Linked DNA regions of Triticum aestivum: region 2 is linked to region 1. A link is a contact called in public Hi-C data. All regions are on one chromosome and are shown on one strand. The core of a region is the stretch at or near the end of the contact, and the rest is flanking DNA. Distances in the headings are between cores, read along the strand shown.

Evidence for each region. Hi-C and Micro-C count contacts between places; a contact is called where the count stands out from the background.
Region 2: a Hi-C map of leaf shows a contact between it and region 1, with 4 times the contacts expected there. The contact joins the promoter of LOC123071738 here to the promoter of LOC123071733 in region 1. A contact is called at or near these places in 2 of 5 Hi-C or Micro-C datasets (both in leaf) and 1 of 1 datasets of contacts at active chromatin or transcription factors (leaf).

Annotation. Positions count from the first base shown.
Region 1 is chr3B:685,912,571-685,917,593 of IWGSC CS RefSeq v2.1, forward strand. It overlaps LOC123071733 (calreticulin-3), which reads right to left and starts at 2,101. Exons shown (of 14, transcript XM_044495317.1): 1 at 1,853-2,101; 2 at 1,184-1,291; 3 at 855-1,047; 4 at 286-544; 5 at 161-217; 6 at 27-74. The coding sequence starts at 1,964.
Region 2 is chr3B:686,631,018-686,636,445 of IWGSC CS RefSeq v2.1, forward strand. It overlaps LOC123071738 (rust resistance kinase Lr10-like), which reads right to left and starts at 3,890. Exons shown (of 5, transcript XM_044495323.1): 1 at 3,629-3,890; 2 at 3,153-3,238; 3 at 1,937-2,965; 4 at 1,664-1,848; 5 at 381-1,584. The coding sequence starts at 2,634. The coding sequence ends at 494. LOC123071740 reads left to right here and starts at 3,951. Exons shown (of 8, transcript XM_044495325.1): 1 at 3,951-4,168; 2 at 4,254-4,321; 3 at 4,423-4,487; 4 at 4,615-4,709; 5 at 4,899-5,004; 6 at 5,132-5,145. The coding sequence starts at 4,100.

The DNA of each region.
Region 1 (5,023 bases), core at 851-3,350:
TTTCATTAAGATAGGAAGTTTCATACCTTTTTATCCTTTGGGTCAGGAATCTCTCTTGGAATAGAATCATATCCCTGGCCAAGGTAGATGAGCCGTTACAAAACAATTTGATACACTGTAAAATAATCAAATTCACATAATAATGTATGGGCATACAAACCTCAGGTTTAACCGCATCTGGATCCTCAATGTACTCTCTGTCATCCCAATCCTTAGGCTGCAAAAATGCATGTATGTTAGATGATTCTCTCATTGTAACGTTTCTAGTTGTAAAAAGTGAGCTACCTTTTTGGCACCAACATCCTTAATTTTACGAGGAGGCAAGATGTCCCAATCAGTGTACATGCTCCCAGATTCTCTTTCACGGTTATCAACAAGTAAACTATAAGATGCGTCGGGCCTAAGAATGAATGTGTAAACATGCGTCAGCCTGTCGGTTTCGCATTGTAGATCTTTCTTGATAGGGTAGTTCTGCCCCTGGTAAGAGAGTATAAGATGCAGCTTCTTTGTTTGAGTCCCACATATATCTGGCCCAAACATCAAGCTGCGTAAGAGAACACGAGAAAGCTATCAGCATAACTCGGCAGTAGACTAGTAAAACTGAACAAATAAGCAGTTTATATTTATTCATTTCGCCTTAACCATGGATGGACATTCGCAAGACATAGCATCTTAGGTGGACTTATACTATAATATAACAAATTACATGAGACAGACCTTTGCTCATCAACTATACTACATTCAAATCACATGCTCAAAACAGTGACAGGGTCTGCTTAGGAGCTTACTAACAGCAATGGTGGATCATTGTAAGAACAGGAAATTCAACGGGCAAGAAGTAGGCAATAACATACCTGTATGGAGTGTCTCCGCTATATTTCTTCTGGTTGACATAACCAGACATTAGCTTAATATAGCCGCCACCACATTCAATTTCCTGCTCAAACTTTATGGAATACTGGACCACCAATGTTCGGCCCTTGTTACTGAACTCCGGTATCTTGGCTGAGATAGCAAAATGCCTAGCATCTATTGTTGTTTGAATGCCTAGAACACGTGAATAAAACAAAAGGATCAGACAGCATCCAGAATTAAGCTGTCCTAAGCAAGAGTTTGTTTGACTTGCGACCAAAACATCATCATCCTCAATTAAACAAGAAGTATGAGGGATGGGAAAGCAAACCTTTGTCATCAGGATCTCCGGAATATTTTCCTGCCGTGTGCTTGAATGTACCGGCTTTCCCTTCGCTCCTTTTCCAATCGGATTTCACCCACCGAGTCTCCCAACCATCTGAAACATACAACCATATGAGACAACTAGAAACCAGCAGTGACTTAATCAAACTCATGTATTGGACAAGGCATCGCAGCTAAGTCAAGCAAACCACCAGGCCATGTCAGCAATTCACTGGCCACTCCCATCACACTGATGCTCCCCATGAACACAGACATCAGTTCAACTTAAATACCCAATCCCACACTTCCCACCCAGTGTCAAGGCTGAGGGAACTAGTTACTTCAACAGGAAACATCACTACATCACTCACCTCCAACCACTCAATTCCTTGCTCGGATCTTCAAAGGAAGTCAACATCCTTTGTGAACCGAAAAACCATGAACAGGGGAAGCAGAAATTCCCAAGGGCATGAACAAAATACAGGTCAATCCAGGGGGGCGACACAGAAACTTTTCAGGCGCCCATCAATCACTCGCCCAAAATGGAATTTGGGAGCAGCGAATCCAATCCAATTCGCAAGGACCAGCACAGAAATAGCAGCAGGTACATACAGGTGCGATAGGGAGCATGCAAGCAGCAAGTCTAGGCTGAGCTGGGAAGTGGGAGCAGTACTACCTTCGAATCGCTCCTCGAAGATGACCTCCCCGGAGGCGAGCAGGAGCAGCGACGAGAGCGCGAGGAGGCGGTGCAGGAGCTGGCGGTCGCCCCGCCGGCGGCTGCTACCCATCGCCGGTGGCTCACCGGAGAAGAGGAGTAGGTAGTGGCTACCAGCCGAGCTGCTGCGTCTGCTGGGCTTTCCAGTGCCAAGGGAATATTTGTAGCGCGCGGGGCGCCGCAACAGCCCGCGGATGTGGCGCTTATTCACGGTATTGCCCCTCCGGCCCGACCAACCAAGTGATCGGGTGATGGGAGCGCGGTGGCATCCTTGTAAATTCGTGACGACCGGGGGCTGTTTGCGGGGGCGAGTGGGGGTGTGGACCGGAGCGGCGCGGCCTTCCCCGTCCCGGGTCGCCAGCGGACGCCGGCGACGACCCGTCAAAGTCCACGGTGGTGGACCCGCGACCGCGAGGGTGGGACGTCCCCACCTGGGCGCCGGCCCCACTTTTTAATGCGGTTAGCAAATGAAGCTCGGCCAAGCCACGGTGCCAGCCAATGGAGGACCGCCACGTCGTCGCACTGACGTGTTTCGCGCTTTTGTCGACGTGCTGCTGCTGCTCCGCCGGACCGGAGACGCTCGTCGTCGGCCGTGCTGGCGCCGCCACCGGTCGTCGCGGCTCGTGGTGCTACTGGACTAGGCATGCGTAGCTGTAGAATTCCACCGCGGTTCTGCGCCGTGTCTTTGGGCCAAGCTTCTGGTCCACAAGCGCGACGTCGACCGACCGAGCCGATTGGCCCGGAACGGGTCGCCTCGCGCTGCTCGAGCAAGCAGCGCGGCAGTTCAGTCTGCTACGATGTGCATGCAATTTTCTAGTGACGGCGGCTACGTAAGTTCAAGAGCAAGCAGCTCGAGTACAGTTTTTTTTATTATTTGAGAGAGATACTATACTTGTCATTACAGGTTGGGTATGCATAAGCCAGCTGTCTGTAAGGATGGGTTTCAAACAGCTTATGACTTATAACAGCCTGTTTTCAGTGATGATGAATGTTCTAATATCTGCACTAGCTCATGCTTTCAAACAACTATAAATTCCACTACATAATTCTGATAGAAAAAACACAGTTTTTCTGTTTTTCTGTTACATTTTCACGTTACAAAATGTGAGTTTACACCATCTGACAAATAAATACAATTGTGATTCTTACATATTTCAAAAAACTAGAGACTGGAAAGCGTCCACAAGATTGATACATATCGGGGCATCTTAGTAACATGTGACAAACAGCATAATTGCTTATTGGCAGAACAAAGTATTCCCTCCGTTCCTAAATATAAGTCTTTATAGAGATTCCACTATGAACTATATACGGATATATATAGATGCATTTTAAGTATAGATTCATTCATTTTGCTTCGTATACAGTCCACCTAGTGAAATCTCTACAAAGACTTATATTTAGGAACGGAGGGAGTATAATATAGACATATAAACCATTTGTTGGAATTAACGGGCCATGTCTTAGGCCTTGGCCCATTTACATTTTAAAAAATGGACAGAAATGAAAGGGGTAAATGGGCGGTGCCATCTACTACATGAATCGAGCTAAGGATCGTTCATGTGCTTTAAATAGTGTCGTTCTATTTTTTTTAAATATTTATGCAGTTTTGAAATGAACAAATATTTTAAAAGAAGGTTCATGTAATTTTATATGTGTCATGCATTTAAAGATATTCATGCAATTTAAAAAGTGTTCACATCCATTTTGAAAATGTTTGTATAATTTAAAATTGCTTGTATTATTTAAAAAAACTGAAAAAGCAGAATACAAGAAAAAAGAAAATCCAGGAAAAACCGCAATAAAAACCAGAGAAAAAAAGTACAAACCGGAGAAGAACCGGAACAGGGAAAGGAATCTGGAAAATAAGAAACACGAATGGGTTGGCCCATGTAATTTGTGGGAGTGAAGCAAGTGGTCTACAAAAAAAATGCCATCAATTGCAAAATATTTTCTCATATATTAAATATTCCTTTGTGGCCATAAGTGTCTCATAAATTCAGACCAATACATTTTTCCTCTTCCATAAATCATAAAAATTTATGGAGATGATATTTGTCTCCACATTTGCATCTATTCCAAAGGTTGGTTCCATTTGAATTATGAAAATACTATTTCCCTATTTTAAAAAGTGACTTTTATGCAAAAGTGTTGTTCTGATGCCAAGCCCATGTGAGCTCGGGTGAACAATAAAATAAAAAAGGGGAAATTTCAGAAAAAAATTACTTTTTTTTGTTCCAAACATTTATAAAATTTTCATTGCTTGCAAAGCTTCATCATGAAATGACATTCGTGGAAGACGTGACGAAAAAACAAAATTGATGATCCAAAATGCTTTTGAAAATAACATTCTGGAGCATTGATTTTTTTTGCCATGTTTTCCACGAATGTCATCCGATGATGATACATTGCAATCACTCAAAACATTTGTCAATGTTTGTCACACACAAAAAAAAATTCTTCGAATTTTCCCCTTTTTTATTTTACTGTTCATCCGAGCTCATGGCTTGGGATCAAAACAACCGCGTCCACTTTTATGTCACATTATAAGGCAACTATTATTTCATTAATTTGATAAATCAATAATTCATGGACCTTCTCCTAGCCATATGTTGCCAATATGTGCAAAGACTTGAGTTTTTTTTTGCAGGTAATCGGGGAGTTTTATTCAATGTCAATGGGGTTACAATCAACCAATACTGGATCAGAAATAAAAGTTGGAACACGCTACAACAAACAAGCGTGCTATGGGTCATGCGAGCATAATTAGCCAAAGAATATGCTACCCTGTTCTGATCTCTCAAAAGTTTCAGATGTTTAAACTCCCTAACCACTGAGAATTTTTTAATTTCCTTTACTAAATTACCATACTCTGACTTGAGAAGCGAAGTGTCTCATACAGAAGACAACACTACCTTAGAATCTGACTGCACCAAAATGAGAAGACTTGACCATTGAGAGCGAGGTTCATGCCTAGCATAATTGCTTGATTTTTGGCTTCTAGGGGATTGTCGCAATAGAAGAGCACTTGGCAAGCAGCGAAGATCACTCCTCCCGCGTATCTCTTAAGATCGTGCCTACCCTAGCTGAGCCATCCTCATTACTGAAAGAAACGTCGACCGAGAGTGCCAA
Region 2 (5,428 bases), core at 2,640-5,139, 720 kb after region 1:
CAAAAGAAAGTTTGGTGGTAGCAAACCTCACCAAGAAACAAGTGCTTAGCTGATCTGTTAAAAGTAGCAATTGCAGCAAAAATGAAAAACAACCAGTGCCATCAGGAACTAGGAACTGGCAAACCAACAAATAGCGGTAGAAGAGAGCAAACCTGCAGCACGAGGTATCATCAGGCTCTGGCCATCAGTTCAGAGCCTTTCACACGGAGTACATTTTTCCTCTGTAATTCTTGCTGTACATACCTTCTCGTCTGGCAATGGCAGATCACCCTAAGGTTGGGAGCACAAATGAAACGTCACACTCAATAGACCTTTGGTTTAAAGTCTTGGAGCACATGATATGTTTCGATTTCGGATGAACATTCACAAGAAGCATGATATATACATATATAAACATTCATCTTCCGTAGTACATAACAACCATTTCTGCAAATTTTCACCATATAAGTTCGTCACATCGTAATAATGTATTACATTGAACATAAACATGATTTTACCCATCCTCCTCCGAAATGGCAGTCAGCTCAGACATGAAATGGTAAGAATCCTCTAGGGGGGTGTGGCCACTATCACAGAAGAACGGCCTTGAAGGCACCTGCAGCACATCACTGCCGCCTTCGAGCATCTCTATGACTTCGCTCATCGCCGGACGATCGTGGGACTTCATCTGGATGCAACATAGGCCAACTAGACACAGCTTCCTCTCCAACTCATGCATCTCAGCAGATATCTCACCCAGTTCATGTTTGGTTAGCCGGTCATACACCCACGATGGGTAGAATGCCTGGCTTGAGTTCGCCGCATTTGGGTCAGCATTCCTGCGTCCTCCAGCCATCTCCAACAGCAGCATCCCGAAGCTGTAGACGTCGGACTTGCTGGATATGACGCCGAAGCTCCGGGATACCATTTCAGGAGCCATGTACCCGATTGTTCCCCGTAAGGCGCTCAACGGCACAAAATTGTTATCCCTTGGGTATAGCTTGGCAAGGCCAAAATCGGCGACTTTTGGGACAAAATTGCTGTCAAGAAGGATGTTGTGCGGCTTGATGTCAAAGTGTAAAATCTGCATGTCACAGCCTTGATGCAAGTAGTTGATCCCCCTGGCAATGCCCAAGGCAATTTCATTGAGCTTGTCCCAGGAAAAACTCTTTTCGACCGAGAAGATGTACTTGTCCAGAGAACCACGGGGCATATACTCGTAGACTAGTGCCCTCCTCATTTCCTCGGAGCAGAAACCCACCAGACGCACCACATTGACGTGGTGGATCCTACCGATGGTGGAGACCTCGCTGATGAAATCTTCTCCGTCGCAGCTGGATTTACCGTCAAGCATCTTGATGGCCACAGGGACATCGCCTGGGAGTAGAACGCCCTTATACACGGAGCCGTAGCCCCCCTGACCCAGCTTGTCTCTGAAATGGCTTGTGACTGCAACAATATCTGTGTAGGCATACCTTGTCGGGCCGATCATTTGCTGCATCCGTAGGAACTTCTCGACCGCATCGATTGTGATCCTTGTTTTCCAGTATTTGTGGGCTAGGAAGACCAGTACCACCAGAGGAGCAAACACAAACCTGCGTAGAGCTGCACATATAGAACAAGTTTATATGGGGTCACCAAGAAACTACTAGTGTAGCTAGTATATGCAATTCTATCAATGTACCAGCAATCAACTTCAATATCAACATGGAGTATACTGTTGAGGACTGTAGTTTGCGAAGGTGTTCATTGGAAGGAAAAGTGTCTGCTCCAAATGCGCAATGTAAGATCTCAGAATCAACCGTAAAAATGGTCCATATCCAATCCCAGTTGCCAAGAGTACTAGCCATTGGTTTTCCTGGAACTGGGCTGCAGACAAGGGAGAAAATGTAGAAAGTCACACAGTGTACATATATAGATATATCCAAAACAGACGGTGTATAGATCCCAAACTCACACAATCTTATCCTTTAGGCAATCCTTGAAGCCCCCATACCTCCTTTTATATTTCAAAGGAAACCAAACAGGAAATCCTCTCCTCAGGGTTTCCACCAAAACACCATGGCTTGCATTACTATATTGCACGCTCTGATCACCCAAAGCAGCCACAGCCAAGTACCCGCAGTAAGGATTAAGATCTCCAACATAAAGAGAGTCAATCAACACATAGACAAAAGAAGACCTCGTTCTCAGGCAAGCTACCGGTATGTAGTCACTATTGTCCGTGACCGCCCGCGAACAATTCACAAAGTTAGCCCATGTAACAGAACGAGGGTACAATTCGACGAAGCCGTCGGACCCAGGGATGCCATATATATAAGGGCGCTGATCCCAGCGAGGAAGAGGGCAGCTGCCGCTCATGTCCAGGTTGGCGTCCACGACCCAGAAGTAAGAATGCTTGTAGTTGATATCCGTGACAAAGTACGTCCCTGTGTTGATCCGAATTGTAGCCTTGCTATCGGAGCAATCCAGCTCGTACGATGGCAAACCGCACAGACGCAGATCTCCTCGCAGGCGGAAAGGGTACTGGATGTCTTGGAGATGGCCGCAAGAGAAAGGATCACAGGCGTACCTGTCAGTAGTATCATATCGCCCCTGAACATCAACGGCAAGAATTGCAGCCATGAAATGCACCAGGAACCACCATGGAGGCATCAACGATAGTCAACTGTTTAGCTCTTCTTCTGGCTTCATTGTAGGCTTTCTCTTCTTGTGCTGGGCAACCCTCTCTCCATTAATACAAGATCCAGGAGCAGAAAATATGCACCCATAGTGTAGTGGCATGTCACTGTAAGGAGAGATGGGCGAAAACAAACACAAAGGGGTGCTGGAAATTATTTTAAAAGAGCCTGTAGAAAGACCTGGTATGATATGGTTAATGTCCACATCGCTGCTGCCATATGTTATCACAGAGAAGATGTGCAATATATGTACGATCCTTGTTGACTCCTTCTGTATCATCAGGCAGGGATGCCGGCATAAGCTGCTGCGATATGGCAAGGGATTAAGTAATACATGTCAGTGTCAGGTCTGTGCCCCACTCCTATTTGTTTTTTACAAACTTTATGCGAAGTTTGGTTTCTACTAATAAGAATGGGGGCGAAGTTACAATTCCTATTCTAAATATTTAGGGTGATACTAAAAATAAGAGGAAAGCAATGGGAAGGGATTACCGTGGCCGTGGCTATCTGCGACGGACCATCAGATTTGAGCATCATCATTCTCGGGCCGCCCGAAGTATCATTCAGAATACACAGGGCTACACAAGGGTACCAAAGCATCATGGTGCTGACTGCAGCTAGAGGAAAAATGGGTCACTTATTACATGGCAAACAGAACTATATGTGTTCTAAATAACGCTAGTCAATCAATTGGCAAGAATTTCGCCAGTGAAACGAGGAATGAAAATGTAGCTGCTAGCATACGAAAATGTTGGCTTTTGTAAGTATGCAGATATGCTGAGATGTCATCATGTCAGATATGAAAATAATTCTGAATCTGATACCAGTTCAGTTCAGTTCAGACTTCAGAGGCAAGATCTAGTCAGCAGAGGAAAGCTCACTGCAGCAAGAAGCAAACAAGCCGGTCTGGGCGATTTGCAACGGCTTAAATAGTTTACAGAAGAAGAAAAAAGTGTGGATGTATATACCTAAGCAAGTCCGGCGGGAGGGTAGCCCGGGCTGCGCCTGGAGCAGCGATGGTTATCACGGTGGTGACCGGCAGCGGCGCCGCTGCCACCGGCGCTAACCACCAAGGAAGCAAGGAGAGAAGAAAGGGAAAGAATCGAAGAGACCACCACACCTACACGAACATCTCGCCGGACCCGCCGTCCAGGCGCCGCCGCCGCCGCCGCCGAGGGGAGCATGGATCATGATGTCAGCGAAAGCCACATCGACTTGAACAGGCCCAACTAGACGGCCCATTTAGACTCGCAAAGCTAGAAGAGACTCTTGGGCTGAAAAGCAGCGTCTGCCGTCTTGTGGCCCACGCAGGCGAGTCTTCCCTTCCCTCTCTCCTTGCTGCAGATAATTTCGGATAACATTTTACGGCTCCCCTTCTTCCCCAGCTCCGCCCCTCCAAATCGCAGCCGAAACCTCGGAGAAGCTCGCCTCCCGCATCCATGGCTTCAGCCGCGACCTTTCCGAAGCTCCGGCTCGGTCCACGATGCCACGGCTTCTCCCAGCTTCAGGTTCCGTTAATCCTTCAACCGTACGTACCCTCACGCAAGCAGCGTAGGAGTTTCACGAGCGATTGCCATTGATTTAACCCTGTAGGCGGCTGACCCGGTTCATATCCACATGAAGATTGGTGATGCCTGCAAGTGCCCCATGCCTGCCCAACGGTAAAACCTGAATTTTCCATGGACCATGGCTGTATGTGTTTCTGCTTGCTGCTTCAGTGTTCAGTTTGCCATAGGATAACTGGTGGCGGTCAATGTACCAGGTTGCTTGTTTCTACCGGGAGAAATGCGAGGCACACATTCCTGCCGGTTTCGGCGGCTCGATCAGGTGAGCTGCAACTTCTGCAACAAATGCCCACAACAGTACATGTATTTATCACCGCCAGTGATGTTCCAAATGGTACGCAAAACCTTCAGAATCAGATAGAGTCGTTGAGGTTTTCAGAGAACTGCAGGTCGGGGCGCATCGGTCGCCGAGGCCGAGAAGACTGGGCTCTCGCTGGATAGCTTCAAGACAACCGTTGTCAAACGCGACGACGAAAAGATCCATGTGAGATTGTTTGTGCACTCTGCCAAGCCATGTTAAATTAAAGCTGTCAACTCAGAAAAAAAAAAAGCTGTCCACATCTACTAGTCACATACATTGATGCATACATTTGTATTCAACTAATGGGACATGTACCTAGAGATGTTTTGAGTGGTCTTGACTCATCTGATGCTGGGAACTTGTTGCCTGCAGCTAAGAATCGAGCTGCCCGGGAAGGAAACGCAGAAGGTGTTTGATGCAGCCTTGACAAGCCTGGCCAAGGATGCGCCGCCGGTTCCAGGTTTCAGAAGGTCCAAGGGTGGTATATCAATTAATCCCCATTTCCTTGCAAGAAACATTTTACATATTTGCTTGCTCCAAGTCACTGAAGCTTCTAACAATTTTATTGCCGTTTTTCTTCATGGATATCTGTTGGATGGTTGAAGGGAAAACATCGAATGTAAGTGCCTATGAACCTTTCACGCCTCATTTGCAAACTCCCCTGATTCTCGTCTGAAATTCCGCCGTTCTGAATGGGGTTTAGTTTCTGGGGTTGCCAGTTTTAATTGCATTGTAAGTCAAGGCTACCTTTTCTTTCACGCATACTTTTCAAGATGGTTGTTAACCAACTCCTCCTCGGAATGGTGAAGTCTTTTAAAACACTGTCCTTGTTCAGAAATAAAACCACCTAAGGACAGGAGTAGTTTGTTTCCATCGAGCATCGCCGAGTACGCTCAACTGTT